2 separate regions of the Zea mays genome follow, and region 1 is linked to region 2. The links are chromatin contacts, called in public Hi-C maps. All regions are on one chromosome and are shown on one strand. The core of a region is the stretch at or near the end of the contact, and the rest is flanking DNA. Distances in the headings are between cores, read along the strand shown. Region 1 holds the start of LOC100280541 (mitochondrial import inner membrane translocase subunit TIM14). Region 2 holds the start of LOC103649729 (E3 ubiquitin-protein ligase MBR1).

Evidence for each region. Hi-C and Micro-C count contacts between places; a contact is called where the count stands out from the background.
Region 1: a Hi-C map of leaf shows a contact between it and region 2, with 4 times the contacts expected there. The contact joins the promoter of LOC100280541 here to the promoter of LOC103649729 in region 2. A contact is called at or near these places in 2 of 25 Hi-C or Micro-C datasets (ear and leaf).

The regions. Positions count from the first base shown.
Region 1 is chr3:15,201,426-15,208,408 of Zm-B73-REFERENCE-NAM-5.0, reverse strand. It overlaps LOC100280541 (mitochondrial import inner membrane translocase subunit TIM14), which reads right to left and starts at 5,256. Exons shown (of 3, transcript NM_001153460.2): 1 at 5,010-5,256; 2 at 2,478-2,656; 3 at 17-386. The coding sequence starts at 5,012. The coding sequence ends at 230. LOC103649736 (probable glucuronosyltransferase Os01g0157700) reads left to right here. Exons shown (of 3, transcript XM_008675467.3): 3 at 1-90.
Region 2 is chr3:15,006,515-15,012,967 of Zm-B73-REFERENCE-NAM-5.0, reverse strand. LOC103649729 (E3 ubiquitin-protein ligase MBR1) reads right to left here and starts at 5,034. Exons shown (of 7, transcript NM_001324269.1): 1 at 4,957-5,034; 2 at 3,374-3,496; 3 at 2,619-3,287; 4 at 2,012-2,445; 5 at 1,823-1,921; 6 at 1,577-1,723; 7 at 1,014-1,449. The coding sequence starts at 3,464. The coding sequence ends at 1,324.

The DNA of each region.
Region 1 (6,983 bases), core at 4,007-6,506, 200 kb before region 2:
AACATGTTGTGATGTAACCTTCATCATGTATATCTTTATAGAAGCAGGCACAGCTGAGAGTATTAATAAATAATAAGCACTGGATAACTACTTCACAGAAGGCCCAATATGCTTTGCCCAGAAATTTTCGCAATACCAAGACTAAACTGCGGTCTACAGTATCTTCTAATGCTAAATTTAGAGGCACAAAATTATCCTTCTAGCAGAGAGTGCATTCTTAATTCTACAATCAGAAGGCCGACCCACCTCCTTTTGTTTTCCCTGACAACACATCCTTCGCCTCATTAATCTTTGACGCAAGGTAATGACTTCCACCAGCATCTGGATGGTTGGCGACCATAACCCTCTTGTGCGCCTCTTTTACCTTCTCTGCGTTGGCAGTTTCCCTGGAAACATCAATAATTATAAGCTAGCATGAAAAAAAAACGTTTAATCACTAAGCAGCGACACTTATAAAAACTCAAGAATGACTGACCACACTAGTACAGATGCAAATTTGAAGAGTTAGTACAAGATTTGATTCAGTATGCTGGAATGAAGAACAACTGATTGAATATCTGAAATATTTCATATATTTGTCAGAAACTGAAAAAAAACCATAGTATTTATTTTTGGACAAAGTAGAAAACGGACCAAAACCATTGCAAGGAGAGACTGAATTTGTAGGGGAATGTTTTGAGTCAGGCTCAGTTATATTTAATTATTTTAGGAACTAGTAGCTGCCGAGCGTCCCTGTGCGCTGCCGCCGCCACCAAATGGGTAATGGGTTCCATATTCCAACTGAGGCCTGCAGCACGCGGGAGCAGGAGGAGGCGGACGCGTCGCGCCGTTTGGCCAAGCCCAGTGCATGGTGCTCCAGCGGAGGGCCAGCAGCCACGGCTGAGTGGTGGGTGGTGCGAGTCCAAGCCCTAGCCTGAGTTCTCCATGGAAGCCTCATGTGGCGTCGCACCTCGATTGTGCAGGAGCATAGAGGAGAGAACACAGAGGACAACTTGTCCCCACAACCGTTGACTCACTATTGCCGACCTCGACGGTGTCGTCTCTTCAGAGAGACGAAGACACGTGATGCGTTTGTTTTCCTTTACCACCACCCTTTTGTTTCCTCTCTGGAAGAATCCTGTTGTCTGGTGGAAAGGCAACATTATACAGAGGAAGCTGCTGCAGCCATTTCTTGCGTTTCGTGGCCGTTGGCAGGAGATCAAATGGCTGAGAATGAAGGTGATGACGTGGACGTGCTCACAACCCACGTTTTGCTCCCCGCTCTTTATTATAGGAATGGGAAATTACAGAAAAACGAACAAAAGAACACCAATGTAGTTACTCTGAAGCTATGTACTCCCAACACTGCACACTTGCTTGCACTACAAGAGGGGCAGATCAACTATTTGATATAAGCAATTACCTGATACGAGACAAATTTCAATCTTGGATCTATGATATTTGAACTCTAAAATTTCATTTAGAGGATTAGGGGTGGCAGCGGAGGTGATAACGTTTTAATGTTTTACCGCTTTAATAACCATATATTCTACCCCTGTACCCGTGGGGTTATACGATTTATGTGATTTGGTATCCAAAATGTGGGGGCAGTGTCTTATTTAAATATGGTGTTAAATTAAGAGTAAGACCTTGCCATTAGATATTTCCTCATCCACATACCACTGAGGTGCTACCTATCCTATCTCACTTGACAAATCTGTTCTGTAACTTTACTCCAGCTCTTCTACTTATACAGTAATTATTTCTGCAATAGCTGATCAAGCCCCCTACTCCATTAGGCTATCTCCAACAGCTTACTCATCCTTATCTGTCATTTCAAACTCCACTTTGTAAACAGTGCAGTCTACAATGCAAAACAGTGTTTTGCACAGCCATATGCATGATCTATTGGCCATAGCCTTACAGATCTAAGCGGTTGAATCTAGTATCTCAATTCATAACCTTCAAAACATAGCTGTTTCATTTGTTTGAATAAATCTCTCCTATCAGAATTACTCCTTATTTGGAAGGAGTGGAGTTCCCTTTGTCTTATTTGTAATTTGTCTAGTTGGAAATTACTGAAGCGCCCAACAATTAAACAGATTTTTTATGCGTACAATGGTAACTTGCAGCTAAAGATTCTGTCTACTGTGGTTTAGAGTGTATCAAGAACCTTTTTATATTCATACTTTTTAACATATGCTGTCTTCATTAAACATGCACTGCAGCACTTATGTCAAATGACCCATTACATGCATTCCCCCAGGATTTAGCCAACTAATCAGGGATAGCAGATAGCAAGATGCAAGACGTATTTGGGGAAAGATCCTTGTGTTTATTTTCCTTGTAGCCAGCTTAAATAATTCAAAAGGAACTATATAATTGAGTATTCATAGGCAAGATATCAATTATGCAGATTTTATGTAAACAGAAACATAAACAATGTTCGATTATGGTGAAGAACTGCAGATATTATGTAACTTGTATGTATTGTGTACCTGACACCAAGGATTAATGCAGCTTCCCTTCGGTTCATTGTAGGTTGAAAGCCACCTTCATAGAATTTCCGCATCCTTGGAACTATAGGCCTTGCCTTATAAGCTTGCCAAGCTTGGACGCCATATCGGCCAGCAAGGGCAGTTGCTGCAATTGCAAGTCCCGCTATAAGTGGCGTAGCCTGCAGAAAATAATACAAATAAATAACATATCTACAACTTTGTCTTATTAGTTATTACATAGCCAACCTTTTAGCTCTTCCTGTTTTGGTCTACTCACTATTCATGCATCAAAATGAAAATATTACCATCAATTGGATCGTCAAAGTACCAGAACCTATAAAACTATATTAGCAAATATTGATAAGATGCATTAAATGGCAACAAGAAATAGCTTATAGATTACACGGCAGTTATTAGTTGAAAATTACAGAGTTCCTAAGTAATATTTAAAATAAAACAAGGAGCATGCATTCTTTTCAAATCGGACTCATTCCATCATTATGCTAGCTACAATCCGCAGACCCAATGAACTGAAGAATCATATAATAAAAAAAAACCAGCAGAAAGATAAGCATGTAAAAACCCTTCTTTAGCCAGTAAGCAATTGAAATTCTAGGGGTTTACTAATTTGATCCCATTAGCAGTACTAATGTCCAGCAAACAACACATCGGGGCTATCAAACACTTGTGTTAAAAAAACAAAGCATATGCAACCTACTTTTCCCTCTTCGGTCCTATTCTTATTGGATCAAGATAATCCTTCATGCAATATGCTGTTATGCTCATGATTGAAATAATGGCCTATGACACTTAGGCTTACACACTATGTACTTAGACTTATTTGCATTCCCTCCTTATATTTCTATAAAAAATGACACACAAAGCTTTTGTGCCTCCGGAAAAAATGTAAACAAATCTGCAGAGCATCACAAAATAAGAAAAAACAGTGTGAAAATCACACAAACTTATGAGCACAGTTCCAATCTTTTATTTAAGAAAGTTTCCTTACCATATGTCAAATACTATTTGAACCCCTTAGGCCCTTACATACTAAAAAAGCATAAAAAAGTTAAATTTAGAGGTATTTTCTTATTTATATCCCAAGCCTATGGTCTATTAAAATATCCCCTAGAGTTCATTTTTTACTGTGTATTTTCTCCCAAAAAATAAAGTTCTTACTAGAGATAATCTGAGTAAGAGGAGAAAGGTAGAGGATGAATGTTGTTTATTTTGATGTGAGAAAGAATGAGTAGCACAACCTGTTTTTTGAATGTCTTGTTGCAGAGCAGCTTTGGAAATTTTAGTCTCCGGTTATTAGGATTTACCTATTGAAATCGGTAGTGATTTTGAATCCACTGGCAAATGCTGTCTGAGTAATCAAAGTTTTAAGTAGTCAATGTGATCAGTTGTGCGGCCTTATTGGGTATTTGAAAGCTAAGAAAGGCTAGATGTTTTCAGAACTCTTCCTGGAGCAGCTTGAAGAAGCTGCTGGAAAAGATTACTGGAATAACACAGAATTGGATAATCCTGTGTTCACTGCCCAGTGAACAAAAAACCAAAGTTGGACAAAACTGTAGCTGTGTAAAGAAACGCTGGGTTCAGCCCTGGTCAGGCTAATGGACTGATCTCAGAGGAAGACATGAAGAAACTGGCATCAAGTCAAGCATTCAACAGGCGAGCTGGTTTTCTGGTGGCTCGAAAGACAAGATGGAAGACAAAGGAATGCCGATAGGCGACAAGTTAACAAGCTTATTAGCGTAGGAGAGTGCGCTAATTACCGTGTTCCACCTCAAACTTGTTTCTGCTTTTATGGTTTGGTAGTCCTTTGGGGACTGGTAAAGACTTGCTTGTGAGCTGTTAGGTGAAAAACCCACCATTATGTTGTATGGACATGGTGGTCATGGCTTGGCAGGCATGTTTGAATCAGCTAGAGCTAGATACTAGTTGTGCTAAAAATTAGCTTTAACTATGTTGTGGTTCGCTAGCTAGTTGGTTAACAACTAATTGAAGTCTTGGATAAAAAAAATATTTATTAGCCCTCCTGTTTGGATGTGCAAATGCTAATTTTGACTAATTTTAGCCAGCTAACAAATAGCTCTTGGTATCCAAACAAACTCTAAGACTGGGGAATAAAGCTCTCTTAAAATAGGGTGGTGGAAATTTCAAGTCTGATAGGCCTAGATGCCTTGCTCCTCTCAAGGATGGAACATTATTCCAACATAATTTCACGAAATCTTACCTTATGCAACCATGAACGAACCTATACGGAGAGGATTCGAGTAGAGCGCCCTGCTGGAGTTCTATAGCGACACTACTGCCACACGACACCATATGGTGCTGTGCTTCCAAGAAGATACTTTTAGAGGTCTCAGCTGAAGCACGGGGAGGGGCCCGTACTCGCGGCCGTTGGTCGCGGAACCCATGCCTATAGGAAAGTAAGCTTCTGGCAAGGCCTTCGGCAGATGAAAAAAAAAACTAACGAGGAAAGAGGGGGGCGAGCAATACAAGGAAGAGGAAAAGAGTACAACGTACCATCTCAATAAGCGACCAATCCGGCCAAGTCGGCAGAAATGCGGCGGAGTGGGTTTTGGGGATCGCTAGAGACGCCGGAGCTAGGGCTCTGGTGATCGCCGGATGGCGAAGTCAGGAGTGGCGGCGTCAGGTCGCGGGAGCCAGGAGTAGTAGGAATGCGTGGAAGTTCGAAGGACCTGGAAGGTGGACAGAACCCTAGTCGGGCTGGGCCTCCTGCCAAAGCGGAAGTCCTCTACCACAAAGACCCAACCGGCTAATGGCACAGGGTCCATTAGCTAGGTGCACGAGCACGACCGCCAGCAAGACAAAGCGCTAGAACTAGAATGAAATCCGCTTGCCTTAACAGAATTAACGGAGTTTCTGGCGTCCGGACTTCCGTTCGAAGAGCGTTTCGCCGGCCGTTCCATCCGTTGCGCTGGTGTCTGTTTTAAGTTTTATAAGACTTCTTATCCCACTTTTAATATTACTTCTATTTTAAACTTTATTTTACAAACATGTACTCTCCCGTTCATAAATAGTTCATAAATATATGATATCGTTAATTTTTTAAAAAAATTTAATCACTCGTTTTATTTAAAATAATAATAAATTATCGTTTATCTTTTGTGAATTATTTTATTACTTAAAGTATTTTGTGATTGACTTAAAATTTTATATTTTTAATAAATATTTTAAATACGACGAGTGTCCAAAGTCTCAAAAAAAAATCAAGAATCTCTACTAACTATTAAGGGTCAAATGTAGACTGCCCCCGCTCCCCTGTCTCCCTACACGCTCGGCCGCTCCAACCCCGCCACGATTCCCGGCGTGCGCGACGTGCCTCCCGCGGATCCCCCGCGCGTGTGGCGTACCTCGGCGCATCCCCCGCGCCCTCGGCGCTCGGCCGCTCACCCCCACCCCGGCGCGCGCTCGGTCGCCCACCACCACCTCCCGCGGATCCCGCGCTCGTCGCCGCGATTCCGCCGGCGTGCGTGACGTGCGGCTCCCGATCCCTGCCCCCGCGCGCTACCTCCCGCGGATCTCGCGCCGCACACCACCACCTCCCGCCGGATCCCGCGCTCGTCGCCGCGATTCCGCCGGCGTGCGCGACGTGCGCGACCCGATCCCTGCCCCGCGCGCTACCACCCGCGGATCTCGCGGAATCCCGCGCGCGCACGCCCTGCCTCCGGGGATCCCGTCGCCATCTCCTACCGCCCGCACATCCCGCCGCCATGCCGCTCACTACGCGCACGCTCGCCGCCCATGCCAAGACCTCTCCACGAACAGCCACCGCAAACGCCCGCACACCCGCGCGCTATTCGCCCCGAGCTATCCGCCAACAACTGCCCGCATCAATTCGTCGTCATTAATTAGTTCATCCCTGCTCAAATCCCGCTCCACTTCATTCCCCCACCCTGCCCCCTTCATTCCCCCGCCACGCCCCCTTCATTCGCACGCCAGTGTGCCGCTGGAGAGTACGGACGAAGGAAAGGATCTTGCCCCCGCCATCCGGAGAGGAACGATATCAGCCGCGCAGGCCAAGACCAAGGTATGCAATTATACTATGCATTGTGTTGCTTGATTCTGAGAACTTAATTCTCATGTGAATTGCATTTCGGAATAATGCATACACAGTAAAACAACCTCTACAAATACCAGTAGGCTACCCTTGTATGGGATTATCACTATCCTAGGTGTTCTGTTAATCAGTCATGTGTTTCATGATAATTCTAGGTTAACTATCACATGTTGAGCTCTCAGTTTGAATCTCACCCTCAAATATAAGTGCAATTTAATTGTAATTCCTTGGATTCTTAACATGATAATAATAATAGCGGAAGCATGCAAACTAATGAACCAAAGCAACAAAGGATCATAGTTGAAGTCTGAAGTCCTCTAAATTGCCTAGACATCCGTTTAAAGGAACCTAATACTTCCTGGTCACTTGATAGTGAATTGCTCAAGCACACTTAGTATAGACTAGGCACAATCAGA
Region 2 (6,453 bases), core at 3,785-6,284:
AGCCAGAGAGGGGCGAGCCACACAGAAAGAGAGTAGGAGACCCGCCGATGTCGCCGGTGACGAAGGTTCGGCAGTGGCGACGGCGGTGACGACGATGAGACGGTGACGAAGCAGCGGGCGAGCGAATCGAGTGGGGAGAGCGGAGAGCCGGAGACTAAGAGCCGAGGGTCGAGGCCGTGTGCCAGTGAGACGAGATGGGGTGGAGGACGGGAGGCTAGGCGCCTTGGGCTTATGCCCCGCTCCCCAACACCGGGTCGGCCCTGTGCCTGTCTTTTCTGGCGGGCCGGACCGCCCGGCAGGCATTGTTCGCAGCTCAGACATGGCCTGGTTTATTGGGCCGAGCTGGCCCAAGCACGACTCCAGTGTTTAGGCTAGGCCAAAAAACCGGGCCTTGTGCCGGGGCCTCAGGCTGCATGCTATACTACCAGGGCTCTCTCTCCCCTGGCTGTTCCTCGCTACAAAGGGCACTGTGTCCAGCTGCGTCACCAACACCAAACCAGCATATGAACGACGAGATCGCCAGGGAATATTTCGGGGAGACAAAAAGTAAACGAGCAGCTGGTGCATTTCTTTCATCGTGAATAGCCGGTGCATCTAACGTTTTATTTCCGGGGGGGGGGGGGGGGGGGGGGGGTAGGAATTGGTTCGACAATTACTTTTCAGCCTGGCAGGGAAAACAAAAAACTGCTAGGATCGAGATGCGTCGCTGCGGCGTACGTGTTCTTCGGCCTAGTACGACGCTAACATCCGATCCAACCGTCCCCATCAGCTCGGTGCCGCATCCACGTAGAGTAGAGTACATGCACGAACATCTCAGGTCAGCAAGCCCCCTCTCGGATGATCCCCCAAGCAAGATGCTTCTAAACAATTGAAGTCCATAGGGAAAAAGAAAAAGAACAACTTCAGACAGAAGTTGCCCCTAAGCAGCTTCACCATAGAAATTGTAACTTCGCCTCCACAACTAAGATTCCGTGTACCAAACTTCACCGTCCAAAAGAGGTATACCTCGCAACTAATTTCAAGTGTCGGCGGATCCGAAAACCCCGACATGAGACTAATGTATAACCACTTGACGATCAATACCTTCCAGTCTTCCACAACTGGGTTGTTATTGTTAAATACAACAAAAGAATCTGGGCCAATGTAACCCAAGAGAAAATAGTTAATCCCATAAGAGCATCTATTTACACGGCTGCCCTGGCTAGGAGGATGGGAAAAAAAAGAATGAGACGGCATACATCTTGACCTGAGCCTAAAAATGAATCGGATCGAGCGCAACAGTCGCTTGCTCCTCCTCCTCCTCATCTGGCGTGTCCCTCCCTACTAGGCCGCGGCCGCTTTGCACACCGGGCACGAGTTCTTCGTCTGCAGCCACTTCTTGATGCAGCCGGCGTGGAAGTCGTGCCTGCACTTGAGTATTCCCAGCGCCTCCTTGTCTCTGTAGTCCTCCTGTCGGGGAACGAACGCATCCGTCGGTCAGTAGAAGTAGAGTCCAGCAGATTTCGGGGGCCATGGTTGAGTGAGTAGTAATGGTAATAAGCGTGTCTTTAACAGGAACGTGTTTGATGAAATATACCAGGCAAATGGCGCAGCTTCCGTCGTCTTGGTCCATCTGCGTGTGGTCAGAACTGCAGCAGACCACTTCTTTCACGCACTCGGAAACTTTTTCATCGGCCAGGCCTGTGTTGACATTGCCCATAGCTTCTCCCAGAGCCAACAGGTCCTATGGACGGACGACAAAAACATTAGTTACTAAGAAATCTTTCAAAATTTCCGGAACAAGACACAGTCGGAACAGCGAAAACGCAGTACCGCCGCTTACCTCGTAGCTCATGTTGTCAATGTCCAGTCTCATGTCCCTGTGGGGGTCAGCAGCTGCTGCTCTCGATTCGTAGAAGACCAAGTGGTCCATCATGAACCGCTTCACGACCAGCAGCAACATCAGTTTCAGGTTCGACAAAGACTTAAACTCAACTTCATTGAAACAGTAGGGAAGAAAAAGGCTATCTACCTCTGCCTCTACCATCAATGGATGAAGCCTGTAGTAAGAGCTCCTGGCCCTTCTGTACCTTCCGTTGTTGGCAAGCCCTGCTGACACATGCCTTGCATGTCTGGAAGCCGCTGCGGTTCTGGCAGGTAATGATGGTTGGGCGGTCCGCATGGATGTAGATGTTGCTGCGGAAGTAGCAGCTGGATGACTCTGAATGACCATCTGGTGGGGCATGGCTCTGGAGCCAGATGAAGTAGCAGGCGCTGGGTTAGGGAAGATCGGAACAGTTCCAGCATGAACACTACTAGGAACATAGCCACCGTTAGCAAACATTGCAGCGCCAGATGATCCGTGGATAGTTGGGACAGCACCAACACTTGAGCTGCTGCTGCTGCTTCCAACCACAGGATAGTAAGCCCTCCCTGTTGGGACCCTGCTAGTCATACCTGGTGCACCTACAAAACCATAAAATTTTCTGCACTATTTAAGTATCAACAATGGTAAACTAAATCAATAGCAGAAACTGCTATCAATTAAAACAAAATGGATAGTTCAGTTCAGACTCAAAAGTCACGTTTCGCATCATGTTTTAAATCAATTCATGAAAGCAGCTCCTACCAATACTAACCTGATGGTAGAGTTCTTGTTGGCAAAGAAACAGGCACTTGGTTCATTTCCACTGGTGCACTTGAGGAAGCACTTGCGGTTGAACCGAATGACGGCACATGAACACTGTTTATGTTTAATGGGTATGTTGAAGCTGATCTGGGTACTAATGGAATACTACTGTGGCGTGCTCTCACATTCCTCTGAAACCCTTCTTGGTGAATCAAGTGTTGGATATCCCAACCACTTTGGTCAATGCTTAAAGGTATTTGACGGAGAAAGGGCTCAGCAAGTGGAGCTGCATTTGGCTGCACAGAGTTAGATGGCTGAGTACTGGAAGAACTTCCAACATAATAACCAGTAGCACTGATCCCTGCAGGGTGTACACTGGGACCTTTTCGCTTCATTGCAGCCCTTCTGTTGTCCATATGGGAACCCACTGGAGCGAAGCCTTCCTCAGACCTATGTGGATAATTCACAGCAGGGTCTGGTAAATGGCTACCAGAACTTCCAGCATGAAAATGAACAAAGGGAGCATGCGAGGTTCCTGGGTTCCCAACTCTATAACCTAGAGTCTGCACAGTGCGACTTGAAGATGGAAGATCATTTATTCTAAGTCCCATATTTCCATGACTTGAATGACCAATTCTAAGGGGCGCATCACTTCCATGATGCAGGAGAAGCTTCTGGCCTGAGATTAGAAAAAATGTTATTTATTTTATCACACATTTCGATAAAATTTAAACAAGTAAAGAGTACTTGAGTCAGTCCAGCTACCTAGAGGCAGTGATTCATTGTGTGGGATGTTCTTGGGTTGAATTTGATCCATCTCTGGCAGCTCGAGATGGCCCTCATTATTTCGAGCCATAAAACAAGTCAGGCCCAACTGCACTTAATAATCTGGAGATGAAAAACAAAATGGATATCAATAATTTGGTATCACGTAACCAGACTCAAATGAAAGCATGTGTTGCCACGAAGTTTATCACAAACTAGTTCATTCCAAAATATGGCACTACATATATTGTGTGTAAGATATCACAAAACAAGTACCAAAATCGTTCAAGTTCATTCCATGTTCAATCTTCAATGTTTGATTTCCAGTACATGGATATACAACACAAGAATTCAGAATTTCAATCAATTCATACAACTGAAAGATCACACCAAAAACATGGAAGAAACACCCTTTATGAGACATGTGCATTGTGAAATATATGCAGTCCAAATCATTCTTCCGTAATTGACAAGCAAATGCACTATAAGGTTTTACGCTGAATCATTCACATCCCTTGACAGGTAAACAGCTGGTAAATAGACAACAGAATACAGACCTTAGCACTTGAAAGTGTCCTTATCACCCACAATGATAGTACAAGATACAAACTGACAAAGGAAATTATCTAAACTCAGCTACATGGAACCTTACAGCGAAAATGATCCATGATAATGTCAAGTAGAATTTCAAATATAGCATAAAGGCCCCAAAAACTAGAAAATTAACATTTTTTTATAAACAGGCACTCTATCAAATAGATTTACAAACACAATGTATATCACATTATTCCTTCCAAACTTTGTATACATTCTTAGTAAGAAATCAAACAAAATTAGTTTTGCTTTACATAGCACAAACAAGCAAACTATAAAAAGAAAAGGCAGATGCAAATGAGAGAAGAAAGGCTTCAAACGGTACATGCCCAGAGGGACCAAACTATGACATTCCTAAAATTACTGGCGGGTGAGCTTCTGCCCTTCATCTGGTCATTGGTAAATCCACCCTACACCAAGTTCAACAGATAACTAGCTTGGATTTCTTTCGGATAAGGTTCGTCTTGCAAATATTAATCAGAGCAAGCATGCAAAGCTGAGGACAAGCTGAAGTAGTTTTTCTCGTGTATCAGTTCTTGCTTTCCAAATTTACATAGCTGAGAGGTTAGAAAACACCTTCCCTATGCATGATCAGTCACATAACCAAAAAAAATGTTAAAGATACACTAAATAAGCACTACGGTTTACCAATATTCGCTGCAGTCTAACATCATCGTACAAATGACAATGTCGAATTCATGTTTACACTATAATTAAACAGAAACCTGGATTAGAACCAAGGTGATAAGGCAGCAAATATAATAATATAAATCTAAATCCTAAAGGGGAAGGGTTAATCAACACATCACAGAACCAACCGAATAAATGACAAACAAACAATGCTTCCAGTGAACATCATTAAAAAAATCAGATGCCTCAAGTAGCGAAAACACAACCAGCAAATCCAAATACAGCGAGAGGATAACACCAATGATGCATGGAGTACACAGATAACAGGTGCTTGGTGGAGGTCAGAGAAGAATTCCTACCTAACTTCTCCGCATACACAGATAACAGGTGCTTGGTGGAGGTCCGAGAAGAATTCCTACTTAGCATCTCCGCATCCTATTTGAGTAGTTAATCAAGTAAGGCAAATGCGAACACCCATCAGACCCATCTATCTGGAGTTTTATAGCACATTCTCCGTCGATGGAACCTAAGATGTCAAAAGCAGATACGACGTACCCAAGGGGTAGCTTGGATTGAAACAGTAGGACCATCCTGGACAGGCATTCCAATATAAATAAAGTTTTTTTGCCATTTTTAAAAAATAAAAATAAAATTTGATTCGACAGTCGACACACACAAAACTATTCTCCAACAGTTCTCTAAATTAACTTTCTAAATTTAACAACTTGTCATCTAACCTCATTTTCTCTCTACATTTAGCAACTATTTAACAACTCCCTAAACAAAAATGTTGACTGCATTATATAGTTTTTGTGACTTAGTTTTTAGGTGGATAAATACAAAACAAAATTACAACCTATATTTAGAGAACTATTGCAGAACTCACATCTTTTTACTCCAAAAGCCATTTAGCAACTTCTTAAATATGTGATTTAGAGAGCTAAAATTTACATAACTATTGGAGTTACTCTTACGAACTGAGGTAAGTAGAAGATGCAGAAGACATATAAATGGTAACCTTCGATGAACAATTACGACGATTCGTATAGGTACGACAGTATTGCTTATGGGGGGGGCAAAAAAAAGGGGGTGTATTTTTAAATCTGTGCCCCTAGTTCAGATTCAAAAATCCCAAATAAAAAGGGAGTGCATCCACTAAACGGAAAGCACAGGTTGGGCTGTAAAAGAAGCAAACTTTGCCTATTAATTGTACCCTATCCGGAAACGAATTATGGTAGCTCATGATGGCTTACCAGAAGAAAAAAAGGAAACGTCCCCTAATCATGCAATTTGCAAAAAAGGAAACGTCCCCTAATCATGCAATTTGCAATCCCACATAGGTACTAATAAACAACAAGCAGGCCGATTGGATCAACGGGGGGGGGGGGGGGGGGGGGGGGGGGGAGATCTCTGCACGGCTCAACAATTCTAAAGCGCGCCTCGCACTCATCAGAAACACAGCGCGTCGAATCGCCGGCTGTAGCGCCAAAAATCCCGGCGGCAAGGCGGGCCGGGGGGGGGGGGGGGGGGGGGGTGATACAGGGTCGAGGCGCATCTCTACACGGACCACGCCGCCGATCATCGCGCGAGAACCAGAGGGGAAACAGCTGGATCGAGGGTGGTGGCGTAGTACCTCGCGGGCGGGTCCGGTCCGGTCCAGGCGCGCCCACGCCGAGTCCCACCCGGCAGGCCAGCGGCGGAGACCGACGGCTTGGGGAAGGAAGAGGTGACGGAAGCTTGGGTGCCGGAGGGGAGACGCAAACGCAACCCGACCGCGTGCGTGGCCGCTGGAAAACGAAGCAGGGAGCAGAGAATTGCCAGCCCGTATGTGTGACCCGAGAGGGGGGGGGGGGACG